Regions from separate parts of the Columba livia genome. Here region 1 is linked to region 2. Evidence: chromatin contacts called from public Hi-C data. All regions are on one chromosome and are shown on one strand. Each heading gives the region's core, a stretch centred on a gene start, on an enhancer-like site or on the middle of the called end of the contact. The rest is flanking DNA. Distances are from core to core; before and after follow the strand shown. Region 1 holds the start of CHSY1 (chondroitin sulfate synthase 1). Region 2 overlaps ASB7 (ankyrin repeat and SOCS box containing 7).

Region 1 (5,003 bases), core at 1,989-4,488, 290 kb before region 2:
AGTGTAAACTCTGAACATGTCTCCTCTTGTAGGTAAATCCCAGCACCAAGAAGTGCCTTGTCCTTCTCCTGCCCCTTCTCCGAGTGCTCTCTGCTCTCCCCCTACCGAGGTGAGGACCCGTAACTGCCCTGGAGGTGTGGGGAGGTGGGAATGTGCTGAAGGAGAACTAGAGGCAGAAGAGATCCAACGCAGGAGTGTGCTGCTCTGCTTCATCGTTTCCATGTGTGCTGAATTCACATGGAGTTTTCAGTTCTGATGACTAACTTCTTTTCTTCATGGGAAGAAGCCAACTGACAGCTCCTCGGCCCAAACCGTTTTTTTTACTGCCTTTTAACCACGCTAGCTCTGCCTTTTCCTGTAATTCTTAGGCCACAGTGGCTTTCCCTTGAATCAGGAGATTTTTATTGCTGATTTGGAGCATGCTGAGAATAACCTTATTCCTGCTCACAGATTTGCCACATCTCCCTCCTTTGGAAAGGAGTGGCCTTACGTTTTATTTTAGCTCCAACATCTGTTGGTGTCCTGTATTTCAAGACATGACAATCAGGCTTGAGGGAAGGCAGTGAGTTTGATGAGGTTGCTTTTGAAAGTGGAGGGTTGGGTCACTATCCCTGAAGGTATTTAAAAGATGTATAGACGAGGTTCTTAGGGACATGGTTTAACGTCAGAGTTGGGTTATGGTTGGACTCGATGATCTTGAGGGTCTCTTCCAACCAAAATGATTCTATTCTAAAAGATGCACGTGTGCAGAGTGGCACAGGCTGAGGATAAGCACAGGCTTCATAGAAAGGGATCGGAGCACCCATAGTTAGAAATAATAGTAAAGCATTGCAAATGCTGGGAAGCGGAAGGGAATTGCAGTCGTGGTTGGGGGGATTTCCCTATGTGGAAGGGATGGAAAGGACAGTAAAGCAGAAAAAGGATTTTTTTTTTAATAGGGTGAACTGGGGTGGATAGTGGATCCCACTCCCCAGATGAAGGTCCCAGAAACGCAACTTTGTGCTGGCTTTGTCAGAGCAATCATGGGGCTCCCAGGAATGTTTGGTCAAACTTTGAGGAGCCCTTTTGGGGATCTTCATCAACCCCTTCTCCGCCTGTGGTACACACGAAGCTGTTGGGAAACTGCTAATATTCACTGCAAACCAGCCAGTGCTGCATTTTTAACCCTTCCTCGGTGTTCTGCCGCTCTCAAAGACACTCAACCTTGGTGACTCTGTCACCTTCCAGCCAGCTTTTATCAAGTGATGGTGTTCCTGTCCTTCCCTGGCTTTCCTCACCTCCCGTCTTGTCTTCTTCTCATTCTCTCTTTCACCATTTAGTTCTTCTCTTCCTCTTCCCACACACAGACCTCTCACTCAGTGCTTCTGTGTTCTGCCCGTGAGCAACCAAAATGAGACCTCCTGCTCTTCTTTCCTGCTAATTGCTGGTACTTCTTCTCTAGTTTCTATTTCATTTTATCTTTGTTTAGTACCATAAATTGTAGTGGCACTTTCCCTGTGTTATTCGTTGCTCCTGACATCACAAGAGTTCATCGGTGCTGACCTTGGTATGAGGATTGCACCATCATGAGAGCAATAAAAACCACATGAAAGCATTTTTTTGGGGACCTATCATCTAGTTCGTTAGATAAGCAGATTGTCATATTACCTGCTAGTTCCCAGAAGTGTAACAGTCACTTACTGTACAAGGATCATCAAAATCTGTCATGTATGGCTCTCTTTGACTTATTAATGTACAGTATTAATTTGGTTCAGCATCCTCTTTTGCAACAGATCTTGCTCAAGAGCAGGCTGCCGTTATACCAAGACTTTCTTCTTCTCAGCTTGTTGTGGATGACACCACAATATAGATAAATTTTAAAATGGGAATGACTGGTAATTGGACATACAAAAGTGGGTAGGAAATGGAAGAAACCACAATGACAAGCAGGAGGTCAGTGGGTTGTACTTGATATGTTTCTTCTCTGAAGACCAGAGGGTTTTTCCTGTAAAATGTCAAGGGTTTGGGGCTGCAGTATTTGAAGCTGAAGCACACAGTAGATTAAACGGACATGGAGAGTTAGTGCAGACAAAGAAAAAATAAATCTTCACCTGGTACCCCTAACATCTTCCCTCTGTTGAGCAGTCATTATAGCTTCTGGATCAAAATAGGTTGACCTATTTCTGATTGGTTTAATTAGCAAGGTGGGAAAACCCGGAGAGCTGCCTGTGCTTTTGCCCACCCCAGCACCAGAACACGAGCAGCACGAATGCATCAGTGCCAGGCGAAACCCGGGCTGGAGGCTGCTCCTCGTGGCCGTGCCAGCACTCTGGCTCTGCAGACACCGGGGACCAAGGCATCGCAGGTCTGGGGCTTGGGCAGCAAGGAGTTGGCAGTTGGAAGGGACCTTCCCAGCTCCCCCAGTGCCACCCCTGCCATGAGCAGGGACATCTTCACCAGCTCAGGTTGCTCAGAGCCCCATCCAGCCTGGCCTGGGATGTCTCCAGGGATGGGGCATCCACCACCTCTCTGGGTGACCTGGGCCAGGCTCTCATCACCCTCAGTGTGAAAGATTTATTCCTTATCTCTAGCCTGAATTTCCCAGTGTATTTCTGGCTGCAGACTCCACACAAGCCATACTGGGATGAGCTGTGCTGGGATGAGCGATGGAACCTCTGCCACCAGGCATGGGCAGCTGGTACCTGTCCCAGGTCAGAGTACCAGTCTCCCAGTACTGTCCCATCCTGGTCTGAAGGGCCGGGTTGGAGCCTCAGTTCCAGCTCCGCAGTGCCGGGTGCTGGGCTGGGGTTCTGTCCGGGGTCTCAGTCTCCATCCCCGAGTCTGAGCACCCACGTCCTCTCATGCTCCTGTCCCAGCCCCTCGGTCTGGGCAGCTGGGCCGAGGTTCTGGGGTGGGGCGTTGGGTCAGGGCTGCTCCTGCTCCGGGCTGCCCTGTCCCGTGGTCCCGCTCCCGGGCGGCGCTTTAGGAGCCGATCCCCGTCCCGGGGTCACAGCCCGGCTCTCGGTCCCTGTCCCGACCCCCCCCCACGGTGCGCCAGCTCGGCGGGAACGGAGGGGGCCGGGCCGAGCCACCTCCCTCCCCCCTCCCGCGGCGGCCCCGCCACCACCGCCACGGCCGGGCGGGGCTACCGGCGGCGGGGCCGCACACAGCGCCTGTGCTGAGGGGCAGGGCCGGGGAGGCGGGCGCCCCTTTCCCTTCTCCTCCCCTCCCTCCGCTTCCCGTCCCTGCCCCTTCCCCCCATGGCGGCGCTGGGCGACACGGCGCGGCTGGCGGCCGCGGCGCAGCGCGGGGCGGCGGCGCTGTGAGGAGCCGCGCGGGGCCTGCGCGGCGCGGCGCCGGGCGGGCATGGCGGGCCGCGGCCGCCGCGCCTGGCTCAGCGTCCTGCTGGGGCTGGTGCTGGGCTTCGTGCTCGCCTCGCGCCTCGTCCTGCCCCGCGCCTCCGAGCTGGCGGCGGCGGCGCGGCCCCGCCGAGCCCGCCCGCAGGGCTGCCGCCCGCCGCCCGCTGCCGCCGCCCCGCCGCGCCGCCCCGGCCCGCCGGCACAGAGCTTCCTCTTCGTGGGGGTCATGACGGCGCAGAAGTACCTGCGGAGCCGTGCTGTGGCCGCCCACCGGTGAGAGGGCTGGGGGGGCGCAGCGCCGCTCGGCTGCTTTCGGCTGGGCTCGGGTGCGCTGGTGTCTGTTCGGGTGGGTTCGGCTGGGTTCTGTTCGGCTCGGTTCGGCTGGGCTCGGCTGTCGGCACGGCCGTTTGCCCTGAGGAGCGGCTGAAGTAGGAGCCCCCGGGCGGGAGGTCTACCACGGCGGGGCCCTTGCGGCCGGGATCCCCGCGCCGGCCAGGGGACCGGTCGCCTTTCCGTGAGGCGAATGTGAGCGAGCAGAGAGGGGCCCCTCAGAGGACGCTCAGCCCCGGCTCTCGCCGCACCAGCCCGACTGCAGGGTGGGCAGCGCTGAGGCGCTGGCCGGAGTGAAGGGTGCGGGCAGCGAGGTGTCCCGAGCGCTCCTCCGCTGCCTGGACAGCTCGGCGGAGACGTGAGGGGTTGAATTGAACCTCGTCGATGCTCTCGCACGGTCTGGTTGAGTCAGTACCTGGCAGACAGCCGCACTGTAGCGAGGGGGCACCCACCGCCAGTCACCGGGGTGGTTGAGGTGCTTCCCTTGGCGCTTCTGCCTCGGGCATGGCCCCGTCACGCTGGTGCAGTCCTGGGCTGCTTCTGAAGGGAGCCAACAGCCTGATAATAGTAAAGTTTGGGGACTGCAGTATCTCCTTGGATAGGAAAAAAAGGAACGTTGCACCAAGCCGAGAGCATGTGCTTAGGAATGAGACTCGGAAAAATGCATCTGGGAACAAAGAATAAAACCGGCCTGTGCTCACTGAAGCTGTAAGTGATGTTGGACTAGGTAGCAAAACAGCTTGAATGGGGAAAGGTCAGTTTTGGTGAAACATTGTAAGCTTTGGGCTGGGGAAGCCAATGCAAGAACCGGGGCCTCTGAGCCATGTGTTTATTACCTGAGTACGCCTATTTTTGGAGCAGGGACAATCTTTGTGCTTTGCGCTGCATGCTGCTCGCCGTAGCCCATGGTACGATCTCCAGCCGTAGCTGGATATTGCTGCGAGCACCGTGCGCTAACGGGACTTCAGTCCAAAGCCTCAGTGCTATCAGAATAATCATCTCGCCTGTGGCGTTGAAGAAACTCTGCACTGAAATATACTTATTGCTCTGGCATTCGCACCAGCAGGCAGTGCTGGGAGGCTGTGTGGGAAGCCTACTTGGGAAATCCAAAAGAGTTAAGAGCTAAAATGTTAGCTCGGGTATACCCCAGCTCTGATTGAGCACTGCACAGTTAGTGCCATCAGAGGAGCAGCCAGGAGCTCTGGGGCGGATCTTTCTCTAATACAACATCCCTTTTAGTCTTGCGCTAGAACAAACCCTTCTCCATCTCCTGCCTGCCCAGGTTGAGAAGTACTTGACCATATTGGCCAATAAGAATAAGATGGCAAAACCACA
Region 2 (4,789 bases), core at 2,071-4,570:
AACTAATGCAGCCTGACTACACAGAGAAATAAAATGTGAGAATTGCCCGTATAGTACAGAATAGGAAGCTAGAAATAACAAGGAAAGACTAAGGAAAGTTCAGTCCCTTGGCAGCGACAGCCTTCCTAGCCGTCAGTGAAAAGCAGGAGTTTCAGCGCTCCGTAGAGTTACACTAACCTGAGTTAAAGTAATTGCCAAAGTATCCACAGGTTGGCAGGAAAATGAAGTCGGTGACTGAAAAGGTGGTTCCTAACCTGCACTGTGAGGATGTCCAAAATACAGCGAAGAATCAGTACAATCCACTAAGTCATTAAAGATAAAGATAATATTTCAAAGTGATGTTTGCTGCTCCCACGGTCTCCTTCTTCGCACTGCTCAGACTACTCTAGATCATGTCCTGACTGGCGATAAACAAAGGGAGTAGCACAAGCATGGGAATTAAGATGCAGAGGGATGATACGTTCCGAGAGGCAGAATTAGGGAGAAAGATGGATTCAATGGAAAGGAGACAGCAACAGCCAGGGCCATTTTCCACAAAAAAAGTTTTTAAAAAATGAAATAATTTCACATTGTGCCTTCTCTCTCCCATGCTGCATAGGACACGTAAGTCCATTTCCAGCCCCCAACTGAGATACAGGACACCGCTGCCAGCCTTTTAGCCTGTGCTGTTTCCAGATTCAATCAGGTATGTGCCAGCTTTTCTGTGTGCATATATGCATTTTTATACAAGTTGTTGTAATCTAAACCCAACAATTTACTTGCAAAAGAAGGATGCTCTTTACCTACAGTTTTAAGTACCTTTCCACGCCTTCCTTACTCCCATAAATTCACTGCTTTTGATCACTAAAAAAAAGAAATACTAAGTCATGTAAGAGAAGTGTCTCAATAAGAACAGGAAAATAAGATTCACTCTGGAAACAAAGCAACACAAACAACTAACCTTCCAAAAATAAACATGGTAGCAAAGCCTCATGATAAAAATATTGTAATTCCCATTAAAATAATGGGCTTCCAGTGAGCTAATAGTACCAGTTTCCCCCTTGATCAAGGAAACAATCTTCAAAAGACCAAAACATTGTCTGTTACTATTCAGTCGATGTTTTGCTGCCATCTTCTGGAAAACTTGAAAACTTCACAAAGACTTTTAGTAGAAGTTCGACCTGCATTACGTTGCATATAATTTCCATCTGTTTAGTCCCCATGTTCGCAGAAGTAATGCTACATAGCTGATGTTGCCTTAAGAATCTAGGCTGTTGTGGGGTTTTGGTTGGTTTGTTTTTTAAAACGCTTCAGTATTGGTATCATGCTGTCAAGTCCATCTTTTCCCTTGGAGCACAAGCAAGGCAAAAAGAATCATGAGAGAATTCTCTTACCTTTCAGATTCTGCAGAGACAAAAAAAATAGTACCTGGTACAATCTTATTTAACTAGGAAGGGATGAAGCCAGCACTTGCCAGCATTTCTTTATCTTGCCTCCATCCTAACTGTCAAACAATTATAGTTGTTTTTTTTCAAGCTTCCCATTAATTTGGGGAGAGCATAACCTAGAAATAAGAACAGCTGCACTTGGTCACTTCTAATGTTCTTAAATACAAGGCATTATACAGCGATAAAAACCTTTAACTGCCTATGAAGGGTACCAAATTACTGCAATCCAGTTCACTTGAGACTGAAAATCTGCAACACAGTGACATCTTCATTAGGTCACTCTGTCACAGTGTAACTTGGGAGGCCAAGAAAACATGGTTCTGGTTCCATAAATTACCTCTTATTTCAAGCTTCCTTCCCCCAACTTGGGCTTCATTCTCACCACAAGGTTTAGAAACATTGCTACATCGGGGTTCTCTTCCAAATTTTCTAGGACAACATTCAGACACAGAAATGCTTCATGAGCTGGTTTAGGGGAGGATGAGCACTTGGCATTTTATATGGTTTCTCCCGGATTCTGTGTGACCTTACTAAAGTTTAGATACTTTCTAGCAAAGACTAAAAATAAATAAATCTGTTTGGCTACTTCCTTTTATTACTTTTCAATTTCTAGGAGCTTTAGTGAATCATTAATATGAGTAACCAGAAGCTGTCCTGTGCAACTAGTATTGAGAGGATATTGCCAAGGTACAGCCAACAACTACATACTTTTGAAGACTTTAACTACTTGTAACTTAAACAGCAGTAGTTGGGGGTTAATAAAAACATATTTCTTGTCCTATATGGGATTGTCTGTCTCAATATGTTATTTTGAAAGCGAAAAAAGTACACTGAAGGGAAAAAAAAAAGGCTTGTTAGGCAAAAATCCAAGATTACTGGAAACCACACTCCCTATTTTTGTGTTGCTTTCCTGTTCGGCTTTGTGACTCTAGATTGTTTCTATGGATGGAAAGAGCTGACTTTATAGAACATACACTTCATTAAAATGATATAAAAATACACTAAGAAAGTCTAATTCGCTATTTTTCATTAAAACTGAGTTTCTCCATGGTTCTGATCACCTTCCTGCATTTCATTACTTGCTAAAGAGTATTTATTATCTGACCTACCACCTCTGTATCTAGTTGGTATTTCTGCTGGCTTCATCCTTTAGTCCGGACTGGTTTTTAAATGCATTTCCCCCATTTATCTGTGTCTCCTTGCCCAGCAGATAATGAAAAGCTTCCTTGTGTTCTACCACCTCCATTCAAATCAGCTGACCTGCAGGCACAACGCTGTCCTCGCCTCTTCTCTTTGCTGGTGAGCAATGATGGAAGAGAAGATAAAAAGCAAAAGCAGGAGGCAGCCAGGTCACAACTCCCATAAGAACCTACCTTTGATCTCCAGGTCAGTGACCAGATCCCTTCTCAGCCTCTACCAGCCAAACTCCATCCCACTACCGTTCAAGACTACACTGGTTACCTCCCAGCAGCTTAGATTTGAGTCACAGCACTTCATCCTCAGCAACAACCCAGTTCAGTTTTCTCATTCCTGTACTATGACAATATTTCCAGCTCTCCTAGGCTTCATCATCCCTCTAGACATCCCTAACTATGACTAGTTGCTCCTTATTCCCCACTAACATCTCAGTTCCTTCCTTCCTCCAGAACTCTGTTCGTTCCCTCTCACTATCTTCTTTATTATTGCTATATATAGTCAGTTCAATACTCTGTTTACCATAAGATTCACACCAGAAAATGACTTTTTTACTTCACTCCAGTACCATTTTGGTCCACAGGGATTAAGCTCCAACACTTCTTGAGAGGGAGGAAGGTGGAGATTGTGTGAAGGCAGACACAAGCCCCTCTCTAACGAGGCAGGCATGATTAACTCTGCTTTTAAGAGTCAGCTCATTCGCTGCTTAATAGCTCATTTGCAACATTATTATGTTTTAAATACTTGTTATCTTTTATGCCTGTGTTTTGAAGGAAAACAGGGCAAGGCACAAAACGGTGCCAATTTTCTGAAGCGAGACCCAGCTCCAGGAAAGCTGCCGTAGATGACTAACCCTCACACTATTTGTTACTCAACTTTCTTGTCCTGGTGATTAAACGCTGTACTGCTTCCAGAACAAGGATGTTTCATTACAGGAGGTTTTCACGAGGCATCAGATTCAGCTGGTGCTTCATATAGAAAAGAGTAACAATAAAAATAAAAAAGCACTGCATCAGCAGCTATTTCATATCAAAACCTATGCAATGAAAGCACATAGAAACACATAAGGGGTTTTTTTTGCAGATCATCTTCAAGTCTGAATTAAAACCAATATACTTCAAGAGCTGCAGCCTAAAAATTTTGAATTTTTCAACTGAAGGCTTGATATTATCCACTTATACTACACTTTAAAAGTAGAATTTAAAGTTATTTATCAGTGCAATTTAGTAGCTTTGCCCCCGCTTCCAATTAGGACATGAGGGTTCGCGAATACTATGTGGTTAGAACCTGCAGTAGGTAAAACAACAGGGCCCAGATGTTCAGGCTGTATTTCAATACTGCTCTTAAGGAACGTATCACTAATTGTGCAAATACCACAGCCTATTAATGCCATACAATTTTAAGGGTGATCCATACATGTGACAAATACTGTGATACACATAAGGGGCCCATATGGTCTCATATGTAAAGCATCAGAAAGATAATTTCAGTTTCCCTGGGACTGAAAACATCATAGTTCATGTTTCATTTGATAAGAATAGCGCTAGAATGGAGGATGCTGTTCTTTAAGAGCACTAACCAGAATGTGGAGAACACCTACTGATTTTTATTTTTCCTCTCCAGTACCACATTAGAAGATTAACACTATCTATTTCTAAAACTTTTAAGTGGTCTTGAAAGAAGACAGAGCAAAAAGAAACTCTGACTGTACCATTTAAGGGGCAATAATCATCACCCAAGCAAGTCCATCACTTCAGCCAACGAAACTCAAGCGGTTCTTGAAATCAAGCTTCACTGTGGATGGATGCAGGAGAGGTGCAAACTCAACTGGACCAGCTGACACTAAAGTCCTTTCACAAAAAGTACTGTTTTAATGAAGTTTAGCAGACTGTATTAAAGCCTGCATGGAAACTTGGTCTTCAAGATGACTTGTTAACTCACCTGAGAGTTATGAAATGAACTTCCCTAGTATTTCAATTCAAGGACCTGCATTCCTCTAATAATACCACAAACGGAAGAAAAAAAAAGCCTATAATGAGTATATTCAATTTTAGGAGTCTTTCTGCCCTATTTTCATAATGCTTATTCATTCTTTTAACAATTCCTAAATAGTTCTGAAAAAAAAAAAAAAAAAAGGAGTAAGATATTAAGATATAAAGTTAAACTAT

The links. Hi-C and Micro-C count contacts between places; a contact is called where the count stands out from the background.
Region 1: a contact with region 2 is called in a Hi-C map of liver, with 3 times the contacts expected there. The contact joins the promoter of CHSY1 here to the enhancer-like site in region 2. A contact is called at or near these places in 2 of 2 Hi-C or Micro-C datasets (crop and liver).

What each region holds. Positions count from the first base shown.
Region 1 is chr11:10,315,034-10,320,036 of bColLiv1.pat.W.v2, reverse strand. CHSY1 (chondroitin sulfate synthase 1) reads left to right here and starts at 3,238. Exons shown (of 3, transcript XM_065076716.1): 1 at 3,238-3,611. The coding sequence starts at 3,346.
Region 2 is chr11:10,027,717-10,032,505 of bColLiv1.pat.W.v2, reverse strand. All of the region lies in intron 4 of ASB7 (ankyrin repeat and SOCS box containing 7), which reads right to left. Among named protein-coding and RNA genes, the nearest start is that of ASB7, 13 kb to the right of the region's middle. Within about 2 kb of position 3,320, at least 1 of the 3 cell types and tissues checked has an H3K27ac peak away from gene starts, as active enhancers do.